Regions from separate parts of the Danio rerio genome. Here all the other regions are linked to region 1. The links are chromatin contacts, called in public Hi-C and HiCAR-type maps. All regions are on one chromosome and are shown on one strand. The core of a region is the stretch at or near the end of the contact, and the rest is flanking DNA. Distances in the headings are between cores, read along the strand shown.

Region 1 (3,786 bases), core at 653-3,152:
CCAAAACACCTTGTTTTGCTTTTTACATGGGAAATTTTTATATCTATAAATGTACATATATGTTAACCCTTTTTTAGCAGATTCAAACAAGAAGTATTAGCCTAAAGATTGATGTTTAACTCCTAGAATTTATGCTTATTGCTTTGTATTTAATAGACTTGTTCGTTTTTATGTTTATATTAACCTCTCATTTCCTCTTATTTCTCTCATGCATTTGTTATATATTTTATTCATAATTCTCTCTTATTGTTTAAAAAGGAACTACAGTTTGAAGAGCCTGTATTCTGTTTTATTTGTAAATGTTTTGTTGTTATAAATAAAAATAACAAAAAAAATATGATGACGCCATGTGATCGGTCATCATGACTGCAGCAACTTTGAGTCCCGAAGTGTCCAGCTGTCCGTCTTGACGGCTCCGTTTTCAACTCCGCCCCGCCTGCGCTCGGCTAATCTCGTTGATCACCGGCTGCAGCTGAGCTTCATGTCGAACGCACCTATTTATTTGTCAAGTATGGCAACCAAAATTCAATGTTTGATAGACGTCATAGTGGTAACATCCACATAATGTCAAGCTGTAATAATTAGATGTTGATATTTGGTTAATGTGGAATCTCTAAAAGCTAATAAATTTAACCTATTTTTAGAATCATGTGCAGGCTTTAGTGTTTAAGTAAAAAAGTAAACATTTATTATGTTCTCTACCATGTCTGAATAATCTATATTTTTAGATTGGGTAATTTAATATTATTTAAAATTAGCGGTTGTAGTATCCTGAAATGACCCCGAAAATAGTTGCCTATTGTTAAAAGTACTCGGACAATTCCCTGCACCACACCTAATAGCCAATAGATGGTGGTATAAGACCTCAGATTGTATCTCAAATATCTTATTTTACAGGTTTACTAAACCAAGGAGAAACCCGTTAACAATTGAGATCTCATTGATAGGCTTTGATTTCCTTAATGTGGATGATGGGATGTGGATTCCTTAATGTGGATGATGTTAATGGTCCAACCTTCTTCAAAATATCTTCTTTTGTGTCAAAAAAGGTCTATTGTTTATTTTATTATTTATAATTATTTAACATTTATTTTATCTAAGTTAGATGATAATTTCAACTTTACCTTTTTATTTTAATAACCATAATTATATTATGTTTTATATTTACTTATTTTGTTTAGGTTTATATACTACTTGTTTTATATTTTAAATTAGATGATTATTTTCCGTTTTTTAAACTTTAGATTTAATATTTATTTTCTTAAACATTAGATGATTATTTTATCTTATTATTCATAAAGTACTTTATTTAATTTTTCACTTATTTATTATTTTATTTAATTCAATTTTATTTTACTCACCATGAAAATGCTTTCCTCGGGTTTTGTGGCTGCCTCAAGATAACAAAGATGATTGTTATTGTGTTATTATAAAATAAACAGAAGGAGCTATTCCTTTAAGAGCTTCTCTGATGTGTTGTTGGACTTCCAACCTTGTTGATCGACCTACAAAAATGTGATGGAATTTAGAAACTGTGACTCCAAACACAGCAGCGCCAGGTGTCAATGAGGCATGAAAGGAAGCCTTGTTATCACAAGCATTCCATTTGTCCATTAAAAACTAAAAAATGTTCCCACACGGGCACTTATGGGAGTAAATGATTGACCCAGAGCAGAGGCCTGACTCCCGGGTGTCCGGCATGAGTGCACTGTTCCTCGGCTCTGGAGCAGGTGGAGCGCGCGGGCTTTGGGTTTCCACAACTATTCAGCCGCGATACTGCAGCAGCTCGAATAACAGGGTGAAGGTCAGGGAAAAGTTATGCGGTTCGACGGAGAGCACCAGATGCTCTTGTGCGTCACAGAAGAGGACAGATTTCCTCTGGCTCTCTCCCTCCCTCCAGAAGAATCCCGTAAACAGACAGGGATTCCCCTCACTGCCCGGTAAACGCAGACGGCGTGTGTTTGAAGGGATGGGGGAGCGGACGAGCCGATGGCATTACTTACATCTGCATCAACTGTCCTGATAATCAAAGAAGAGACTTTTAAAAAAGTGTATATATTTAGAAAATATATATTTACATGTGTGAAACTTTACGTTTTGCAGAGGACAAGTACCACTAGATGGCAGTAGCAGATCACTGGTGAAAATGTACAATATTAGGGACCCTCAACTGACAGATTCTCAGGAGACAAAAGATACTGTAGGTGACTGATAGACAGACAGACAGACAGACAGACAGATAGATAGATAGATAGATAGATAGATAGATAGATAGATAGATAGATAGATAGATATATATATAGATAGATAGATAGATAGATAGATAGATAGATAGATAGATAGATAGATAGATAGATAGATAGATAGTCTGGTTAATGATTGACAGATACAATTTATTCAAACACAATAATACCATAACCATATGACCATATATAAAACCTTTCTTTATACAACAATGGTGTTTAGGACACCTGTAAGCACAAACATTTTAAAAATGGATACAGTGTATACATTTGGAAAAAGTCTCATAAGTCTATAGTCACACTCAAGCACTTGGCTATCACATTAAAGATGAAATTAACCAAATATTAGCCTGTAGTTAACCAAAATTACTTGTATATATAGAATTAGACCTGTAAATTACAGAAAAAAGTACTGCCAGCTACTTTAATTTTTTTTTACCACAACATCGACCAACCAGACAATATCCAGTTTAAAACTTTTAAAAATGTCAATAAAACTTAAATTAAGCATAAATAAACACTCCTGAATTACAATTTTAAAAGAACTTGATTAAAACCTCACTCAATCATTACCATGCTTCATTTAACTAGTTGATCTTTATGGATAATAAGCCAGGAAAATGTTTTATGCAAGTTTTAGTCGAGTAATTAAGCCGTGGTTGCACTAGTCATTACGCTTCATTTACTTCCATTCATACGCAGGTAAACATGGGAGACCAGAAACACTCATGCGAAGAAGTTTTCTGTTCATGACCGTTAAACTCTGACCTGCGAATTTGCATAAGATATAGACATTTGACCAATCAGGCATTTAAAGGTTACAGACTGACCTTTAGGCTGAATCAGTTCACCCATTTAAAAAAATGTGATTTGCAAGTAATATTGAATGCTTGAAGAAGTCTTGTGTAAGTAATAATGTTGAAGATTATATATCCATACACACAACATGAATGGTGTGGTTCATTAGAGCGTGTGTTAGGAAAATATAAGCTTTGCTAATTATATTGTTCATTTTGAAAATATCTGTCAATGTGGCAAGGTGCAATACAAGTTACCAAGCATGAGCCAAGCAACTTTTATAATTCATGATCAAAAACGTATTAATGTCATTATGAGGCAGAACGTAATTTTTTTTTTACCCCTACCTCAATCTAAATCCAACTCATGGTAATGTAAAATATTATTTGTTGCACACTGTCACTAAAATTGGGGCGGCGTGGTGGCACCACGGGTAGTGCGTTCGCCTCACATCAAGAAGATCGCTGGTTTAAGCCTCGGCTGGGTCAGTTGGCATTTCTGTGTGGAGTTATACCTGTGTTCATATGGGTTTCCTCCAGGTGCTCCGGTTTCCCCCAAAAGTCCAAATACATGTGGTACAGGTGAATTAAGTAAGCTAAAAATTGTCCGTAGAGTATGTGTGTGAATGAGTGTGTATGGTATGGGTGTTTTCCAGTGATGGGTTGCTGCTGGAAGTGCATCCATTGCATAAAACATATGCTGGATAAGTTAGTGGTTCATTCCTCTGTGGCAACCCCTGAATAAT
Region 2 (3,786 bases), core at 693-3,192, 430 kb after region 1:
TTATCCTAACATATCTGGACCACATTGACCATAGTCACCATCATGGAGAAAAGTGTCTGCTTTAGTTGGGCTCATAACCCTGAATCTCTGAATCTTTTGGGCTGCTGTAAATTTTAAGAACTTTGCTTAAAAAGTTCATTGATTACAGCAAACAAGCTAAGCAAAAAAGCAACATTGATAAAAAGAAGTGCATAAGACACAATCTGTGATGAAATAATTTAATTCACTGATGTTAACCCATATTTAATCCATTATTAGAAGTAATGTAATAATATGCTTGTACATGCCACAAAATTATGAAGGTTCTGTGGTTCAACTTCTGCTCACAGAGACATCAATAATCAGTTTATGAACCTCATCAACGGTGACAATTAACAAAATGAACAAAACTCACAAACATCACAAACAGAAAACCTTAAGTGACAAAATCAACAACGTCAACATAAACAGCAGAATCAAAAGCAAATAATGAAAACTGGAGCATTAATAAGCTGTATAATGTATTCATACTGCATTGCATGCTGGGATTTTTGTACTTTGCCACACCAAGCAAGTGTAAGGTGTAGGCCAGATCTAAGCCCAGAATAGGGTCAGTTCTCATTCATTGGGTTAAATTCTGGCTAGCATGTGGTATTGCTTTGTCTTATTTGTGGCCCAGATCTGACAAACAGGAGCGAACAGCCCTAGAGCCATCATTCCATTCAGTATGTGGTCCAGATGTAAGTGTCTGGTGTGGACCGGCCGGATCTGAGCCAGAATAAAAGCAAACTGTGAACCAGAATAGGGTAAGTTCTGGTTCATTTGGTTGAATTCTGGCTGATGTGTGATATTGCTATGGCTTAATTGTAGCCCAGATCTGGCAAACAGGAGTGGACCTCCCAAGTGCCATCATTCCATGCAGTATATTGGCCGGATGTAAGTGTCTGGTGTGGGCCGGATTTGAGCCAAATGAATTTTGCTAGCTGGGTTGTTATAAAATCAGTAGAAGACATATTGGGTTAACCAATACATGTTTGAAGAAAATCTATCAAATCTGTTTATGGTTTAAATTCAACTGATTTCAGTAGCTATCACACATCTGTGCGAGCACAGAAAATGAAATACATCTGATCCTTTATTAATGTAGTCAGCTAATTAGTCACATGGGGTTAATGCTCAATATGTCAGGGTAATTCTTATACAAAAACGACTTTAATTCCTTCTCACCAGGCTGCTGCATCTTAACAATCTATTAATATAAATCAAGGGTACCATCTGCAAGTAGTGTGTGTTATTGTACCATCCATTTGTCGAGTAAGTTATGTGGTCTAAAATAAATAATTTTATTATTAAGCTCTTTATTTTATTGAACTCTTAGCAAGATTTTAATGTTTGATAGTAAAAATATACTGTGTACTTTTAAAGTATCAAAATGTTAACATCTCAATTTTTTATGTTAGTGTGTCAGATTATTTATTATATAAGGGTGTTGCACACTGATATGTGAATCATTGCCTAGGGATGCAAGAAACTTTAGAGTCGTCTCTGAGAGATATGGCTGTGGAACATGGATTTGGACTATGTTAACTGTTTGTAAGCTATTGTGACAAACAGAAAAAAATTCCAGTCATTTCTTTTGTGTTTTGCTTATTAAACACTAGTCTCATTATAGCACTCATTTAAACCATTGTGTTTTCTAAAAAGATACGTTCTGTGTATGGACCTACAATCCAGATAAATACTTTAAAAATAAAGTATTGATACTCTTTAGTGATTATAAAACTCACCTCTGCTTCCACATGGTGAGTTTTACTATCTTCGCATCAGCTTAGTGTTTATAATTCTTTCCTTGCACCAAATGTATAAAGATGGCCACCTGGTGGTAGTTATGGGACTAGACATGTTTTAAAGTGTATTTAAGCATCCCTAGTCTTTTAATTTGTCTCCCTCTGTCGAGGGTTTGGAGCAATAGCATAGGCGTATGCATGAACGTTACATAAATAGTCATTGAAAGTTTAAATATGTCATATTAAGTATTGTTTAAGCCCCCCAATTTAAGTCACCACAACATTTTAATCATCAAGCTAATCCACATTACAGAACCTTTTGTGAAATGGAAAATACCCATGCATGTTAAAGGTTCTTCGTGGAACCTTTGATGACAATGAAGAATCTTTATTTAGCACCATTACACTTATGGTTGATATTTCCAAAAATATTTCCAGAATTAAAATGGATTTTGAATCCCGATTCTAAATGATATTAAGACTTTTGTATCTCAAATGTACATAGCCTACTGTCTACTAATACACAGCCTATTCAACATATTCATATCATGTTAGCTGCATGGTTTCCTGCAATCTAACACAGTGAGGCCAGTGAAAACAGGATACAAAGGATGACAAGAAACATTTAAAGTGCAAAGATAATAACCACGTGTTGCATTTGTGATGATCTGGCCCGTTGGTCCCCATGTCTCACCCTCCCATTGTTCCAGCACATACAGCTTTGGCCACTTCTGTGCACTAAATGCCAGCAGTTTTTATTGTGTACTATAGGCTATATCCACTAAACAACTTGGGCAATGTACTCACCTAAATGTGTCTTTGATCTGTGTGTACTGAACCATACTTCTTAAACTATCTGGTTAAGAGTGTGACCCCAATGTAAAGCCAACCACAAAGCCCTTAATTGCCCTACACTAAAATATTGATATCCACTAAGTTAATAAATATTTGGTTTTATGTTGTCAAAACCCATACTTTTTCCCCAGATTATACAACACCAGGGTTGAATTATCCAATGGGCATTATAGAGGCACAGAGGGTCATGTGTACTTATAGCCCAATCATAAGACAGCATTGGTTTTATATTTTTATTTACATTTTAGATAATGATGTATGTATATATTCTTTAAAAGAATGATCTTATTTTAGAATCTAAAAATAATTATACAATTGGTCTACGACAATTAACTTGTTCACTAGTGGATTTTTCCAAACAGGTTTTAGTTTGCTCGTTTGGGATGCTTTGCAAATCTTGTTTATTATCTTTTCAGTCAGATATAGCTCAATGTAGAATTGCAAATCATTGTACTGTATTCCATTTTTTGTTTGCTTGTTTATTTTAAACAATGTTTCATCTTTGTTGGAATTGTTTGTAAAAATACAACTGACATCCTATGTAAAGGGTTCAATCCATTGAAAAGTATCTCCTCTGCATTGCAAATATTGTGATGGCAGTTTATAATTGTAAAATGGAGAAATCACTGAGACATTTTGAGCAGTAGATGGATTGTCCTGCCAGATGTGGAAAATATTTGGATCTATGTTTTAAGTCTAGTAAAAAGACATAATAATCGTATTTGAGAGCCCCTTTGGCCCTTTGGGATGATCATGCTGTTTATGAAAAAATGGAAAAAAATGGCATGTTCCGATTTAAATAATCTCACAGAGTCTTATTATATTGTATTTGGTATTTTATTAAGAACTAATACAAAATATTTCATTCATTTTTTTTATTTTCGTCTTAGTCCTACAGCGCAACGAACCGCTAACTTATCCAGCATATGTTTTAAGCAGCATATGCCCTTCCAGCTGCTACCCAATACCCATACACTCTTACATTCACACAATTCACCTGTACAGCATGTCTTTGGACTGTGTGGGGAACCGGAGCACCCGGAGGAAACCCATGCAAAACACGACGAGAACATGCAAACTCCACACAGAAAAGCCAACTGACTCAGCCAGAGCTTGAACCAGTAACCTTCTTGCTGTGAGGCGACCATGCTGCCCACTTCCAACT
Region 3 (3,786 bases), core at 463-2,962, 360 kb after region 1:
TACAGAGTTTCCATTTCTTAAAGCGATGAGATCAACCCCACTGATTTCTTTGGTTCCTTAGTAAAGTATGTCTCAGCAGTGATAAAACTCTTAGATAAGGGGTGACACGATGGGCTTGATGTGCTATTTACGATATTTTTTTGTGAAGTAAGGGATTTTCATTCAAAACTTGCCATTTCCATAATTAATTTTGCATGCGATTGCTCAAAATGCACTTTAATGCTAAGTGATGGAAACATGGCTGTTGCTAAAAAAACATATTAATAACTGAATAAAAGGCTAATTGCAGCATTCCTAAAGATAAAGATAAAATAAAGCATCTAATCACTTACCGGGTCCGTGAGGTCATCGACTTTCGCTTTCAGATTTAAAGGGCTAGCATTGCACCAGACCCCCGTAAGTGGTGTCGTTTGAAAGTGTAGAATCTATATTTTATGCACATATCCATCACTTTGGTTTTTACTGTACTGTAAAAAAGTTATTTACACTTAAATACACAGTATTGTGGATACCCGAGCTAGGTATTTTACATTGGTCCATTTTCATATTTTTTATATGACACATGTACAAGTTATAGCTCAAATGAAAGCTCTTGCCGGTGCTCATACAGTTCTAGCATTCTTTTTACTGAATTATATTCATATGCCAAACAGTTGTTGAATGAATTGTGGTGTTTCCATGGCACAATATGTAAACAATACATTCATGATCAATAAGCAGCCCCAGATAGCACAGACAGCTGTCATCTCTTACCTTATGCTGTGCACTTCAGGGCCATTCTCCTCTGTTTTTGAGGTGATGTGCATAAGTAATCCTTTTATATGTCTGATGTGGTCCAAACACAGTGAATTATGTTTGATCAAACAAAAGAATAGTGAAATATGTAAACAAGGATCGGTCTCTGTGGCTTGTACAGCACCTTTCATCAGTTGGAATGCAATAGATTATGGTAGAGACCTTTTTCTTTTTTCCTATGATTACAGACATGTGCAGGAACCAGCAAAATTAATTACAGCACGCTAGACCACACAGAACCTAAAAGTTACACTTTCAAATTTGAGTTTATAAAAAAAAAATACAAAAAGCGCCTGTTTTTGTAGGTGTTTATAATAACATAGACGACATATACAGTTATTTTAAACACTTTCAATAGTGTTTTATGAAAATTCAAAGGGTTTTCTTTAAAATGATACCAAATTTTTGCATTTACACCTCTGCATGTGGGTTTGGGAAGCTTTTAAATTTGGGTAGGCAAAATCCAGGCGGAAATCCCCAAATAGCAGCAGAGTTTAAGTGGTTAAACTATGTTGACTTCAATAATACTGTCAGTGAGATCCTGATTAGTGTCCTTAATACAAGTTTATAATAATAATTTCTAAAACTTTAAAAGAAATGTGTCACAGAGTCTTACTACTAACTGCAAATGCATCATAATAAAGCTGAATTTCTAGTATTTCCACAAGACAGCAGAAAAGCAACAACATGTGTATGAGTAACATGCTGAATATGCATGCAGGAATATTCCAGTAGCTGAGGATCATGTGAATCATGACAGCTTCATACATGGAAAGTGATGCTCATAATAATGTAGTCATCATTATTTCTTCCTAGCTAAGAAAACATGCCTTGACACGCTTGTCAGAGAGGAGGAAGTTAATGAGGACACGAACTCAGAAGAAAACCACACACTTCTGACTAACGTCCAACAGCTTTGCACACCGTCAGCCTCTGAACCACCAGACCAGGATGCCCCGTTGTGTTTTGATCAGTCCCGGCTGGCTGTGGCGGTGGCCAGTTCACGTGTGGCTTTGGCAGGGCAGCAACAGGACACAGGTACGCTGACTCGAGTGCTGTTCTGTGGCCTGCCAAACCTCCACAGCCTCCCGCTCGCACAGACTGCAGCACAGGAGAGAACACAGAAGCTTTCAGATGCTGAAACACAACAGAGAAAAACAAGACATTTACTGGGACTCGACTGCTACTCGTCATCCTCAGAGGAGGAGATTTAGCAGGCTCAAATGCATTTTTGTTTTTGTTATGTTTTACTGATGCAGAAACACTTTAAAGGATAGTTCAACCAAAAATAAACACTTTTTTCATAATTTATTCTTATTTCATTTGTAAGGGAATTGACAGTTAAGGCTGATTTATACTTTTGCCTGGCATCGCGTCGTTATACTTGACGTGTTTGCCATTTTGATATTCTTTAAAACAACGGGGGTGTGGGAGGGTGGTGGTCATCAAAAAACCACCGTAAAATCAGTCGGTTAAACAGAGAAGTAAAACGTTTCCGAAACTACATCATATCATTAATATTATTGAATATTTTTAAACGAATTATTTTTATTATTTTTCTAAATTATTTTAATTATTCTAAAGATTTTATAACCATTCTAGATTTTTTTATAATCAAACTTTGATGCATCACTTGCTTTTGTTCACATCTCGGACAGTTTTACCTATTAAACTTTTATTATATTATGAACGACAACAGAACATGAGTTGCTCTAATAGTATATTTTATTATGGGAAGAATAAAAGTAAAAACATACACTTGCTAAAAAAATACAGATGTTTTTTTTTTTTAGATTTAGCTAGCTCCACAATTCATACATTACTGTCTGGCTAGTTTGTCCAAGGTGTCCACGAGGTCTTAAAAAGTATTAAAAGTTAATAAATCAATTATGAAAAAAAATAAGGCCCTTAAAAGGTATTAAAAAGTCTCAATTCTGTTTTTACGAGGTCTTAAGCTTCTCTGGCCAAGCTTCTCTGTCCGGGTGATGTCACGTAATTTGCGTCAAACGCTGGAGGGTGATGTGACATTCTCCACACGTTGTAAAACCATAAAGCAGGGCTATTCAACTGGCGGCCCACGGGCCGAAATTGCACTGTTTCCAAGCAGCCGAAACATTTAGATACTTAAGCTTAAAGGCTTCTCAATGCACATTTCTGGAACAAAACTGCTGCAACTAAACAAAGTTTTGCCACCTGTGCGCTAGTTTAAAGTTACAAGCTTATAGCTAAACCAAGGCTAATACACATGCATACTGGATTAACTATAGCAGCGGGCCGTTCACATATTGCGTCTTTTCCACGTGCAATATTGTTAATACAAATATTAGAATATATGCCAATATTTATGCGAAAGTAGAGCGATGTGCTCGCGCACTCCAGACGCACCGAGTAGAAAACATCTCTGATTATGAGATATGAGATTATGAGATATATTATCTCATGATTATGTATGTATAAACACAGATTATAACAACAGTTCATTTAAATACCTAATTTAAAGCTTAAATTTACATTAGACGTGATATCCGTGAAGCAATTGATTATACTTCAGACTATATAATTGCACAACCAAAATCTATAATCTTTGCAATTGTCACTGTTTCATTGCACAATGCAGTGATGTTATATAGTTTCAAAATACAATATATTAACATTTTAATGTAGAAAAATTGAATGTGGGTGTCTTAAGGAGCAAAAATACAACATATGGGCTTTTATATGCTGTTGTGTCATTAATTATATTGCAAGTCATATCTCTCTGGCCCCTTGTTTGGGATGATTTTTATGAACTGGCCCCCATGACAAACTAATTGAATAGCCCTGCCATAGAGCAAAACAGATGACAAAATGGGATAAAGTTTGCATATTCCTGGTTGGAGAAAGACGAGTTAAAACAGTGGCTGAAACCTGTTGCTCAAAACAACCATGTAATTTATTTTTTCAAGCTTTGTTTTTTCCGAGCTTATCTAAGTTCTGTTGCACGGTTGTGCT

Evidence for each region. A called contact is a pair of places that touch in the nucleus more often than the background predicts. HiCAR-type assays count read pairs that join an accessible place to other places.
Region 2: a Hi-C map of skeletal muscle shows a contact between it and region 1, with 4 times the contacts expected there. The contact joins two enhancer-like sites. A contact is called at or near these places in 6 of 18 Hi-C or Micro-C datasets (caudal fin, embryo, fibroblasts and 3 more) and 1 of 4 datasets of contacts at active chromatin or transcription factors (caudal fin).
Region 3: a contact with region 1 is called in a HiCAR-type map of caudal fin, with 7 times the contacts expected there. The contact joins two enhancer-like sites. A contact is called at or near these places in 1 of 18 Hi-C or Micro-C datasets (caudal fin) and 1 of 4 datasets of contacts at active chromatin or transcription factors (caudal fin).

The regions. Positions count from the first base shown.
Region 1 is chr20:16,442,874-16,446,659 of GRCz12tu, forward strand. No RefSeq gene overlaps it. Among named protein-coding and RNA genes, the nearest start is that of prdx6, 25 kb to the left of the region's middle. Within about 2 kb of position 1,903, at least 46 of the 62 cell types and tissues checked have an H3K27ac peak or open chromatin away from gene starts, as enhancers often do. A contact at or near this core is called in caudal fin and skeletal muscle, where this site is marked.
Region 2 is chr20:16,872,094-16,875,879 of GRCz12tu, forward strand. No RefSeq gene overlaps it. Among named protein-coding and RNA genes, the nearest start is that of faslg, 44 kb to the left of the region's middle. Within about 2 kb of position 1,943, at least 10 of the 62 cell types and tissues checked have an H3K27ac peak or open chromatin away from gene starts, as enhancers often do. A contact at or near this core is called in skeletal muscle, where this site is marked.
Region 3 is chr20:16,803,624-16,807,409 of GRCz12tu, forward strand. si:dkey-86e18.1 reads left to right here. Exons shown (of 5, transcript NM_001025491.1): 5 at 1,612-2,043. The coding sequence ends at 2,009. Among named protein-coding and RNA genes, the nearest start is that of si:dkey-86e18.1, 12 kb to the left of the region's middle. Within about 2 kb of position 1,713, at least 4 of the 62 cell types and tissues checked have an H3K27ac peak or open chromatin away from gene starts, as enhancers often do. A contact at or near this core is called in caudal fin, where this site is marked.